Regions from separate parts of the Mus musculus genome. Here all the other regions are linked to region 1. Evidence: chromatin contacts called from public HiChIP or PLAC-seq and promoter capture Hi-C data. All regions are on one chromosome and are shown on one strand. Each heading gives the region's core, a stretch centred on a gene start, on an enhancer-like site or on the middle of the called end of the contact. The rest is flanking DNA. Distances are from core to core; before and after follow the strand shown.

Region 1 (3,492 bases), core at 229-2,728:
CCTCCCTCCCCACCACTCTTTCAGACCCAGACTGGGGCGGGCAGGCTGGCCGGCAAGGGTGGGGTTGAAGGGACAGTGAGAGGCTAGGCTGAGGACAGGGCTAGCTATGGAGAAGGACTGGTAGCTCCTCCTCCAAGGCTGTGTCCCCTTCCTACACATTAAAGGTATACCCCACGCAGATCTCCTTGGGACTGGATGTCCCTCCCCTAGCCCAGGTGGGGTTTTGTTTGTTTGGTTTTGTTTCTGTTTGTCTGCCCCTTCCACAGGGCCCACAGTGGCTGCATCCCAGCAGCTAAGCCTGGATTCCCGGTCCTCCTTCCCCCTTTCACGGCCACTCAGCTACCTGCCTTCTGTCATTTCTCCTTCTGCCCAAGCCACCTTCAGGTTACAGTCGTCCCTGTCCTCTGCTACTCCAGATACACCCCTCCCTTCCTGTCTCCTCCAGTCCTCTTTTCTTTGAAGACGGTCGGTCGGTCGGTCGGTCGGTCGGATGCTGAGGCCATAGTCTTACCTGTCTCCTTCAAGCCCCTCCCCCTGAGATTTTTTTTTCCATTCAGAAACCCCAGAGCCCCCTCTCCAGATCCTAGCTTTGCCCCAATAGCTGCTGCTATCATCAGCTGACCGGCTGTGGGCAGTGGTTACCAGGGCAACGGCAAGGCTGCCTAGGTAGGCAAGTCTGCAGCCGACATGGAGGTGGGGAAGAGGCCAGTTAGTGCTAATAGGGGTTAGAGGGCTAGGCTTTCTAGATGCACCCCAAAGCCAACATTGGAGGCCTGGAATGGTTGAAGTTTTGCCACAGAGAGAAGGCATGTCTCTTTGGAATATGGATGCCATCTGATAGAAAGCTTCCTTTTGCAAAAACAGCTTTCCTGGGAAAAATCGGTCCTTCATTCTCTCCCTGGCCCCTACTACGATCCCCAGGGGATCAAGTTTACAGAAAATCCAATCTGAATCTGATGTATTTATGACCTGGTTCCTTCCATCCTTCTATCTGTCCTCCTCAGAGAGGGTTAATGTTTGGATGGCCAATTCGGGTGCCCCTGCTGTTCCCTGTCCCAGAGGTGGGGGGATCCCCCACAGAGCCTCTCATCTGCTTCTGGAAGATGGTGGAGCATTATGAATGGGGTTTGAATTGCAGGTTCTTGGAGAGCCGGGTGGGCATAGCTCCCCTCAGTTATCAGTAACAGCCGCTAACTTGAACTCTGCTGGAGAGGCTCTGAGTGTGGATATTGCAGAGCCGGGATATGGGAAAGGGGGAAAACGCAGCGCAGCCGATTCTGCTTCGTCATGATGCCAGCGAATGAGCCCCTTGTTTGAAATGGATCAGCTGCAGCAGCAGCAGCTGAGATGAACTGGACCAGCAACACGCCCAAACGCACACACTCACACACCCTGGGGCCCGCCACTATCAGTTGTTGGTGGGGAGGGGCCCGGGGCCCGCCCGCCCAGAGACCGCTCCTCGTCCTGCCCGCCCACCAGACACCAGACTCGGACTCCCCAGCTCCGGGAACCCAAGCCGGTGGCTTGCAGAGCAGCAGGGGACTGGTGAAGCGGGTGGGGGTTCAGGAGGGAGATCAGACCGCTGAGCTGAGACCAGCTCCCCTCCTTCGCCAGCTCCCACCCCACCCACCCACCCTAAGCCGGCTTTCTTCCTGTTATTTGTGCTTCGTAAAGCGCGGCTGGGTTCCTGGAGAAGCTGCCTCTTACCTAGATTCCTGAGAAAACGCGGCCACCCAGTCGACCAGGGCCTAGCCTTTTGCTTCCTGGGGCTTCAGAGAGCCTGGGCCCCACTGTCTGGGAGGAGGTAGGTGACAGGGTCTTTTGCCTCTCTTTCTTTACGTAGGTATTTTGGGCTGTACCTCTGGATCTGGCCATGGTTTTGGGTGATATCAGAGATGCTAGGACAGGGTCAGCTTTGGAAAATGGTCAGTGGGAGAATAGGCCTAGGTGGCCAGACAAGGTGCTCAGCTGGGTTTGACCCGATCAAACTCCCTTTTTATTTGGGAGGAAGGATCTAGGCTGTTGCCGTGCAAAGAGTCCATATGGGCCCCAGCATTCCCTTTCATGGACACCCCCCCCCCCAAGCTTCTGTGGCCAGAATTTCAAGGGGTGGGAGCATGGGGCACAGTCTGTGGAGGGAGCTGTTAGCTTTTTGCTGAATGATGCAAGACATCTTTGGCAGCCTCCCTCCCGCCAGGCCAGGTGCCCTCTGGAGTGGCAGGGGTCCATTGAGGGGGCCAAAGCCGCTGGTTTCCAGCCCACTCTGGAGCCCCTCCTAGCTGAGGTTAGCCTGGTTAGGGTAGGGATTCGTCGAAGAATGAGGCTGTGTAGCAGGGTGTGACTGCAGAGCTTAGCCTGGCTCTCTGCCTGCGAGCAGCTAGTGTACTGAGAGAGACTGGGTGCTGAATAAACCTGGAGAGCCCCGGGGGTCCTAAGGGATTCCTTTCTCGGCACCAGACACGCCATACTCCTTTGCTGGGCAGGCACACCTGTGCGTCTCCTCCCAGAAGACTGGTTGCCAGGCTGTAGGTCTAAGACAAGCAAGGCAACGGTGCAGTGGGAGTGGAGGGATGTGGGGATGGGTCAGGTGAGGGCACTGGGAGTATTGGGGTTCACGTGCTCAGAACAGGGATGGGTTCAGCAGGCCATGCCAGGGAGCTGTGAGCACAGATGACGGGTGCCAAGGGGAGGATCAGTGGGTGGGTGCAAGTAGGTGTCCTTAGCACCATGTGTCATTGTGTGGGGGTCTGGCAGGGAGAGTGGGCGAGTGCTCTGGCAAGGAGGGCGGCAGAGTCCCTGTGTGCACCCATGTGCAGTTCTGTCAGCAGCCATGTGTTGGGCAGAGCTCTTCTGTCTTCTGCATGTATGCTCCTGGGAGTCTTGTCTCCATACAGCTAGTTGGTCTTTCTGAGGCTAGGAGAGCATCTGTCTACCCACTGGTGGGCAATGTCTGCAGAATTCTTTCAGAGCTCACGTGTGGGGAGAGTGGAATGGGGACCTCTCCTGAATTCTAGAATCTGGATTTAGGGTGGGAGTTTCCTCTCCTCCCCAGATCTGCCGATCCAGCTATATATACCTCAGGACTCAGATCTATAAGGAACGTGTTTGGACAAAGCAAGCCTGAGCAGTGGAGGGACCTAGCTAGAAAAGAGAAACTTACCTCTTCTGAGGAAAGAGCACAGAAATGGCCACTAACTCGGTCAAGAGGGGAACCTAAGAAAACTCTAATGAGCTCAGGCATGTTTGCAGGGGAGGGAGGCAGGAGGGGGGGTCAAAGGGAAAGGAGCACTCTTGTCACTGAGAGTGGGTAGGCAGGTCCTGGAACAGACGGACTCCGTTATCTACTCCTGAAGCTGCCTGATCTTGTTCAATGGGACAGGTGTCATTCAGAGTTGGTATGAGGAATGCATAGTCCAAAGCAATAGGAAAAGGATCAGAAAGCATTTGCATGAGCGAGAGAGAGAGAGAGAGAGAGAAAGAGAGAGAGAGAGA
Region 2 (3,802 bases), core at 355-2,854, 2.6 Mb before region 1:
AATTGTGTCTGAGGTGAAGTAGTAAACAATAGGGTCAAAGCAGCAGTTGGAAACAGCGATGCAGAGAGTGATCGGGTACATGGTCCTCACTGCCGCCACCACAGAGCAGTTAACAAAGGTCTGTGTCCTCATGAGCGAGTACAAAATGAGGTTGATGTTGTAGGGCACAAAACAGAAACAGAAGATGACCAAGTGGACAAAAATCATTTTTAAAACCTTAGTTTTGTTCATTTTGCTTCTACTTAATGTAACAGGTTTATTTAAAGTTCTTAGCACCATACTAGAACAAGTTACGTTCAAAATGAGAGGGATAAAAAAGCCCACTATTTCAATGAAAATCACAATCCTGGAGAGATAAGTTTTCCATGTGGCCGCTGGAAAGTTCTCAAAGCAGGCTTCTGAGGTATTGTTCCCCTGAGAGTGGGTCGACTGAAAGAAAACTGCAGGCGCACTTCCTCCCATCACTGTGAACCACACAGCAATGCAAACGATCTTTGCATTTCGTTTCGTTCTTAAAGTCTTTGACTTAAATGGGTAGACAATTGCCAGAAATCGATCTACACTGATACAGGTTAAGAACAGAATGCTTCCATACATATTGGTGTAAAACAGCATTACTGAAATCTTACAGAGTAGATCTCCAAATGGCCAATTCCGTGTTGCAAAGTAAAAAATCCGAAATGGCAAAGTAAAGACGAAAAGTAAATCTGACATTGCCAGGTTAATCATGTACGTTGTAGTTTCATTTCTCACTTTGAGGGCACAGATGAAAATGTATATCGCAACACAGTTGGATATCAGCCCAAGCACGAAGACCATGCTGAACATGCACCCGTACAGAGTGTACTTAAAGGAGTCGTCATAAGGGCACTGGGAGCCATTGGAGCTTACCATTGTCAGGCAGTGCAGCTTACAGGAGGCCTTTTGTCCGCAGCGCTTGATCGATCGCCTTTGCTATTCAGATGTGGTCACAGCAGCAGCCAGTTTATTTGCAAAGTATTTGTTTCTTTTCCTGTTCTTACAAATACTTTCTTCTCTTAACTCTTCAAAGGAAACATGAAATGTGTTCCGTAAAAGTTTCTAGTAGATTATTCAGGAAAATAGTCTGATTTTCTGGTCGAGAAAATCCATGAGTCTGGAGTTTAGTTAACTGACAGAAAATGCAGTCAAGGAAGCCAACCCATAAAGCTGAAAGTGTAAGGAAAAACTGTTCCAAGTCGGACCAGACCAGTCCGCGTGGAAACTTGTGCTTCAGCCGCCAGGGTCCAAACCAGCTTTACTTCAGTCACAAACACTCGCCGTGCGTCCGTCCGCCCGTCGTCCTCGGGTACTTCTTCCTTCTTTTTATTCTCAAACTTTGTATTTCTACATTGATTCCGGACGGCGATAGGCAGTCGTTTAAGGGATCCCAGATAAATTCCTAAGCATGTTCGCGCTTGCTGAATGGAGAGGCCTTTCGGAGGTTGCCAGCTGTATTGTGAGATGGGCTGTCTCTGAAGTGAGCAAGAAAGCCTTCCCAGATTTGTAATATGACATCACAGGAAGAAGAGGCTGGGTTTGGACAAAGGAAGGCTTCAACCCAGTTGTTTGCAGTTCCTTTAATCTGATAATGTGTCTGCTGGGAATGTACCTAGGAGGCTTGCAAATGGTCACTGGCTGCCCAGCTGAGTTGGGTGTTAACTCTTTTTATGCCAAAATGCTTTCCGGGGATTCTGACAACTTCTCCAAAGTGGTTTGATTTGCTTTAGTTAGTAATAAGTAAGAGAAAGAAAGAAACATAAGGTAGATTCTTTCTCTTCTATTGCTCTTGTAGTTGGGATATTGCCTTCTTTAAAGAAATAAAATGCAGATGGGTGTATATATGTTTATAAATTGAAATGTAGGCGATATGAGTGGCACATTAAAGAACTGTTTGTGCCTGAAGGCAGAACCTTAAGAGTTTATATAAAGCCTTTGACTGAGGCAGGCAGTCCTGCTTCTCTTAGTATCTGGTGTTTTTTAATTGCTCTCCAGCATTTAACTTAATTGGCATGATTGTGAGTAGCTTTAATCCTGGATCTCTTTAGTTTTTGATAAATAATGTTCTAACATTTTTCTTTGAAACTAATTTTCTAGAGCTAGTTCAATTTTAATACACCAAAGACTACATTAAGTATGCCCCCCCCCCGGAGGATTATAACTCAGTAGTGAGAATAGTACTCCAAAACTTTTACTTTTAGTACAGTGTCAGTCTTTTGCCCACAACTTAATATAAGCATAGTGGGAAAGTGTGCTTTGTAAAACGGGCTCCCCCCTTCTGAGTTAATTGAAATAACTTACAGCAGAGAATCTCAGTTCTACTGTTTGTCTAAATGTAGTTTCCATGATTTTATTCTCCTTTCCTCCGTCTCTCCCTTCAGTTTCTTTTACATGTTGGCTGTGTGTTGGGGTATATTCCAGATCTACTTTCATCTCTAAATTTGAAGCTGAAACCCTTCATTTGGGGTCAGTGAAGGCATTTCAGAGCAAGTTTCTCTATAGACACCTTAGTTTACATATTAAGATGTATACTTAAGAGCATGTATCATGTGTTCTATACCTTTTAAATTTGATTACTTTTGATGGTGAATTATAATCTTTTTATTGTTTTGATTAGGAAGTCATCTATGATCAAATAATACAGTCTTATAGGCGGTAAAGATTGAGGGTCTGAACTTCTTTGCTTTGGTTTTGGTGTGGAAAACAGATGCAAATGTGTTCCTATTGGAAGATGGGAACTTTGAGTGCAGTAATGAAAAAAGGGACACTTAATAACATTTTCTTCTCCATGAAGAAACTTTTCTGTTAATAGTTATTTTAGGAAAAATATAAAATTTGAGTGATCCACTTTTAAGTTTCCTTATTGTCATTTTAAAAAACGATTTATTATGTATACAGTGTTTTGCTTGCATGTACACCTACAGTTCAGAAGAGGGCACCAGATCTCACTATAGATGGTTATGAGCACCATGTGGTTGCTGGGAACTGAACTCAGGACCTTAGGAAAAACAGCCAATGTGCTTAACCTCTGAGCTATCTTGCCAGCCCCCTTATTGTCATTTTTACAAATTATAATCGTTTTATGTCCTGGTACTGTCCATGTTTACTTTCATTGTGAAAACATGCATGAATGTGATATACATGCATATATGCAGGCCAGCACTTATACACATAAAAATAAATAGGTCTTTAAAATAAATAAGTAAAATATACTGTCAGCTGATTTTTAGGATGTTGTGATATGTAGATTATACCTTAGTGAAAAAGAGTTGTAGAGGAAAGTCTGTCTAAAAGGGTTACTAATTTGCTGGGCGTGGTAGTACATGCCTTTAATCCTTATACCTAGGTGGGCATGCTGGAAAGATGTCTTAGCATTTTGGAGTACTTCCTGTTCTTTCAAAGGGCCCAGGTTTGATTGTCAGCACCCAATGGCAGCTCAGTCCTGTCTGTAACTCCAGTCCCAGGATATCCAGTACCCACGTCTGACTCTGCAGGCACTGCGTGCACTCAGTGCACAGACATACAAGAAGGCAAAACACTCATACACAGGGGGGAAAAAAACTTACAAAAGGTTTTTACTTTAAGATTTGCAGGTTGGAACAGTGTTGGAGCTCCATGTAGGAGGCCCTGTGCTCAGACTCCAGCATCCCAGCAAGTGATTAAGTGAAACTCTAACACCATTCTAAACAAATCCATTCTAAACATTATTCAGTTTAAATGTAATAAGTGTTAACTAAAATAAAATCTTAAATAATAATTTATTTACACAGTGGTAAAATAAAAA
Region 3 (3,653 bases), core at 112-2,611, 2.9 Mb before region 1:
CTCTCTTATTTTTTTTTCAAGAAAGGGTTTATCTGTGCTGGCTGCCCTAGAACTCCCTCTGTAGACCTGGAAGTCAGAGATCCACCTGCCACTCCCCCACAAGTGGTGGGATTGAAGGTGCGAGCCACCACTGCCCGGCATTAATAACTTTTTAATAAAAAACAAACAAACAACAACAAAAAGTTTACCTGGTTTTCCTCTTCCAGCTGTAATAGCTTCTGATTTCTTGAAATTGCAAGCATTTCTATGAGTTCCCTAAAAGAAAAACACCCATCACGGTATGGTGATACTTGCCTGTAAACTCAGTGTTTGGGAGGACTCAGACCAGCCTCAGATATCTAGTGAAACCTTTTCATAACACAGTAGAAACACAAAAGAAACTGTTTAAATTGCTCCCTGCCCCAACCGATTGTTGGGTTTATGGTCCTCCTAACATGCTGGACTCTCATGGTGACTACAAACACTTCAGCATTCGCTGGCTAACTGCACGTGATAAAGACTCAGCTGTGATTTACAAGAAAACCTCCTGACTCAACTATGTAGGTCTGTAGGCCAATAGTGCTGCCATTTGTGTAAATTATGTTTTCTTGTAAGACGGTGGCCATGGCTGCCTTCCCTTGATAAGACTTCAACTGATAGATTTAAGACTATCACGACGATGTGGAGTGTGACATCCAATTTACTCTATCTCGGCCACACACCAGCCAACCCCACTGTGCCCTGCCTGATGTTTCCAGGCTTTTTCAGATGATGGGCTATCTATCAGACGCCTAACAAATCTGATTTGACTAGCAGCCCATTTCTTGGGGACGTGTGCCCTGCTACCACCAGAATAGGAATCCCATCGGTGGACTGCAGGAGGCTGCGGCTCAACCCTTAGAAATCTGGTCCATAGCGTTTTAACACATTTGTCTCTCCTGTCACCCTGGGCTCCTTCGTGTTGGCATCTAGCCTCCCCTTGACTACTGGGGGGAAGCGTGCTTTTAAATGTCTGTTGCGTGTCAATGACTGAGGGGGCTCGGATCTGCCCCTCTTACCGGCTACTAAAGTTTTGACTGCCTTGGTTTCCAGGTCATGTGACTGAGATGTCCCCTTGGCGGGGAAATGCGGCCCAAAGCCCCCGAAGGCCCTAGACCCCACGTCCAACGGAGCCTCCCAAGCCCGCCTACCCAAGTCAGCGCCCACAGCCGAGCCGGCCGGAGCAGGCTCCCGGGCCGCGGTTACCTCGACAAGACCTCCAGATCTTCCAGCGCAGACAGAAGCCGCTCTCGCGTACTGCCAAGGCCGGCCATTCCCGAAACGCCTCCCATCCGCTCCTTTTCCTTCTCACCACTTGAAGAAGCCGCCATCGCCCCGCTGACCACCAGCCGTCGCATGCGCAGTGTGAGCTAGCCACAGGAGGGGCGGAACCGGAAGAAGGAAAGAAGAGTAATAGAGGTCGGGACGGAGAGGTCCGGCTAGAGCGCCGCCTATGTGCCTGGAGGTGCACTACAGTTCTAGCGCCATCTACAGGGCAAAGGAGGGCTTGTGACTCGTTCCAATCTGACATGCTCCAACCGGACCCAGGATGAGAGATGCAGTTCCCAGTCTCCTGGGTTTTATTTCCTCAGCATCAGTGGAAGGCTTCTAACAAAAGATTTTTTTTTTAAACTGGGGAAATTACATAATTATTAACTTCTATTTTGTCTGTATTCCGATAAAATCCCAGCCATCAAGTTTGGTCTCTCGTGAAGTTGTAGTAAACTTAGAGCAGGAAGTAAAATCTTTTCTTCCCTCCCCATTCCGTTGTTTGGTAGCAAAATACATATAATTGGCCTATAGACCAGGCTGGTCTCGAACTCAAGAGATCTGCCTGCATCTCGAGTCCTGGGGTTAAAGGGGTGTACCACCATGCCCCGCTACTAAAATTCAGTATCTTAACCATTGTATGTGTAGGGTTCACTGCCACTAAATTGCTGTTAAGCAAGGCAGTTGTGAGGCATGCCTTTAATCCCAACACTCAAGGAAGCAGAGGCAGGCAGATCTCCTGAGTTAGAGACTAGCCTGGTCACAGAGTGACTTCCAGGACAGCCAGGGTTACACAGAGAAACCTCGTCTCAAAACAAAACAAACAAACAAAAAATTGCGGCTAAATAACATCCCCAAAACTCTTCAACTTGTAAAATGTAAAAAAGGTGTGCTCATGAAGGTCTGACTTCCCGTTCCTGAAAACCACACTGTACTTTCTGTTTGTCTGGCTATTCTATGCATTTTGAATGAGTAGAATCACATGTTCTAGTTTGGGGCTTGGGGGTTTGCTTGTTATTATTTTTTGGTTTTGGGGGATTTGGGCTTTGTTTGGTTGGCTTGCTTTCTTTCTTTCTTTCTTTCTTTCTTTCTTTCTTTCTTTCCTTCTTTTCAGACCGAATCTTGTTGTGTAAACTAGTCCTAAACTAAGAAGGAACTCACTTTCTCATTACAGCCTACTGAATGCTGAGCCCCTATAGCAGGCTGATTCATTTAGCATAATGCTATCATGGTTCATGTACATTGGAATAGGTGCCAGAATACCCCTCCCTTGAAGTCTGAATAATACTTCCTGTATGTGCTAACCGTACCCCCTATCAGATGGCATTTAGCTGGGTTACCTTCTTGGTTTTCGGAACTCATCTTTAGGCCTGTATATCTTCCAACAAACTGCTCTGCTCTTTATTCAAGGTGACTGTTGAAATGAATGAATCAATAGTGTAAACTGTCATTCAAGAAAATAGTGTAGGGCTAGAGAGATGGCTCAGAGGTTAAGAGCACTAACTGCTCTTCCAAAGGTCCTGAGTTCAAATCCCAGCAACCACATGGTGGTTCACAACCATCCATAATGAGATCTGATGCCCTCTTCTGGTGTGTCTGAAAACAGCTACAGTGTACTCACATATAATAAATAAACAAATCTCTAAAAAAAAAAGAAAGAAAGAAAGAAAGAAAGAAAAGAAAAGAAAAAAAGAAGAGAAAAGAAAAGAAGAGAAGAGAAAAGAAAAGAAAAGAAAAGAAAAGAAAAGAAAAGAAAAGAAAAGAAAAGAAAAGAAAAGAAAAGAAAAGAAAAAGAAAATAGTGTAAATCATCTGCAAAGCACCTAATTCCAAGGCAGGCCTGGGTGTCAACACTGAAGCTGCACCTCCTCCCACTCCTGCAGAGATCAACACAGCAGGGAACTTTCCCTACCTAGGCTCCAGTTATTGGCAGTGGGGACTCCATGCTGAGTCATGTTGCTGTTATCAAAAATAAGGTGCCATTCACAGGCAGTGGTCATGACTGTGTGCTGTCTTCATTTCAGGTCTAGTCCTGCCCACTGTCCTGTGGAGTCCGACTCAAGAACTCCAGAGCTGGCAATCCCCGGGGAGACTCATGTTTATAAATCCACTCATAAGCAAAGCTGTGTAATTCGGAATGTCAATGAAAAAAGAATGGTGCGGAGCGCATTTCCCCATAAAGAAACCTACAGGAAAGCCCGTGACCGCAATAGTTGTTTGGTGAACTTGAATTAGAACAAATGAGGGGAGGTTCCACACTTGGTGCAGCCTCGAGACTGTGTGTCTCCAGAGTGTGGGGAGATCTGTGTTAGAGATCAGAACATTTGTGCTCACGAGACAGGGTGCCTCCTTCCTTATACAGTGCAA

Evidence for each region. Promoter capture Hi-C pulls out the DNA fragments that hold promoters and counts their contacts. HiChIP or PLAC-seq counts read pairs in DNA pulled down with a chosen protein or histone mark.
Region 2: a contact with region 1 is called in a promoter capture Hi-C map of embryonic stem cells, with 5 times the contacts expected there. The contact joins the promoter of Lpar6 here to the promoter of Dmtn in region 1. A contact is called at or near these places in 1 of 39 promoter capture datasets (embryonic stem cells) and 6 of 115 datasets of contacts at active chromatin or transcription factors (astrocytes, embryonic forebrain, embryonic stem cells and 3 more).
Region 3: an H3K4me3 HiChIP or PLAC-seq map of embryonic forebrain shows a contact between it and region 1, with 8 times the contacts expected there. The contact joins the promoter of Med4 here to the promoter of Dmtn in region 1. A contact is called at or near these places in 1 of 39 promoter capture datasets (liver) and 1 of 115 datasets of contacts at active chromatin or transcription factors (embryonic forebrain).

What each region holds. Positions count from the first base shown.
Region 1 is chr14:70,625,051-70,628,542 of GRCm38.p6, reverse strand. It overlaps Dmtn (dematin actin binding protein), which reads left to right and starts at 1,478. Exons shown (of 16, transcript NM_001252662.1): 1 at 1,478-1,804.
Region 2 is chr14:73,235,693-73,239,494 of GRCm38.p6, reverse strand. It overlaps Lpar6 (lysophosphatidic acid receptor 6), which reads right to left and starts at 1,604. Exons shown (of 1, transcript NM_175116.4): 1 at 1-1,604. The coding sequence starts at 894. The region is part of intron 17 of Rb1 (RB transcriptional corepressor 1); the gene reads left to right. RefSeq lists an enhancer at 3,169-3,802.
Region 3 is chr14:73,507,757-73,511,409 of GRCm38.p6, reverse strand. It overlaps Med4 (mediator complex subunit 4), which reads right to left and starts at 1,361. Exons shown (of 7, transcript NM_026119.3): 1 at 1,225-1,361; 2 at 189-255. The coding sequence starts at 1,349.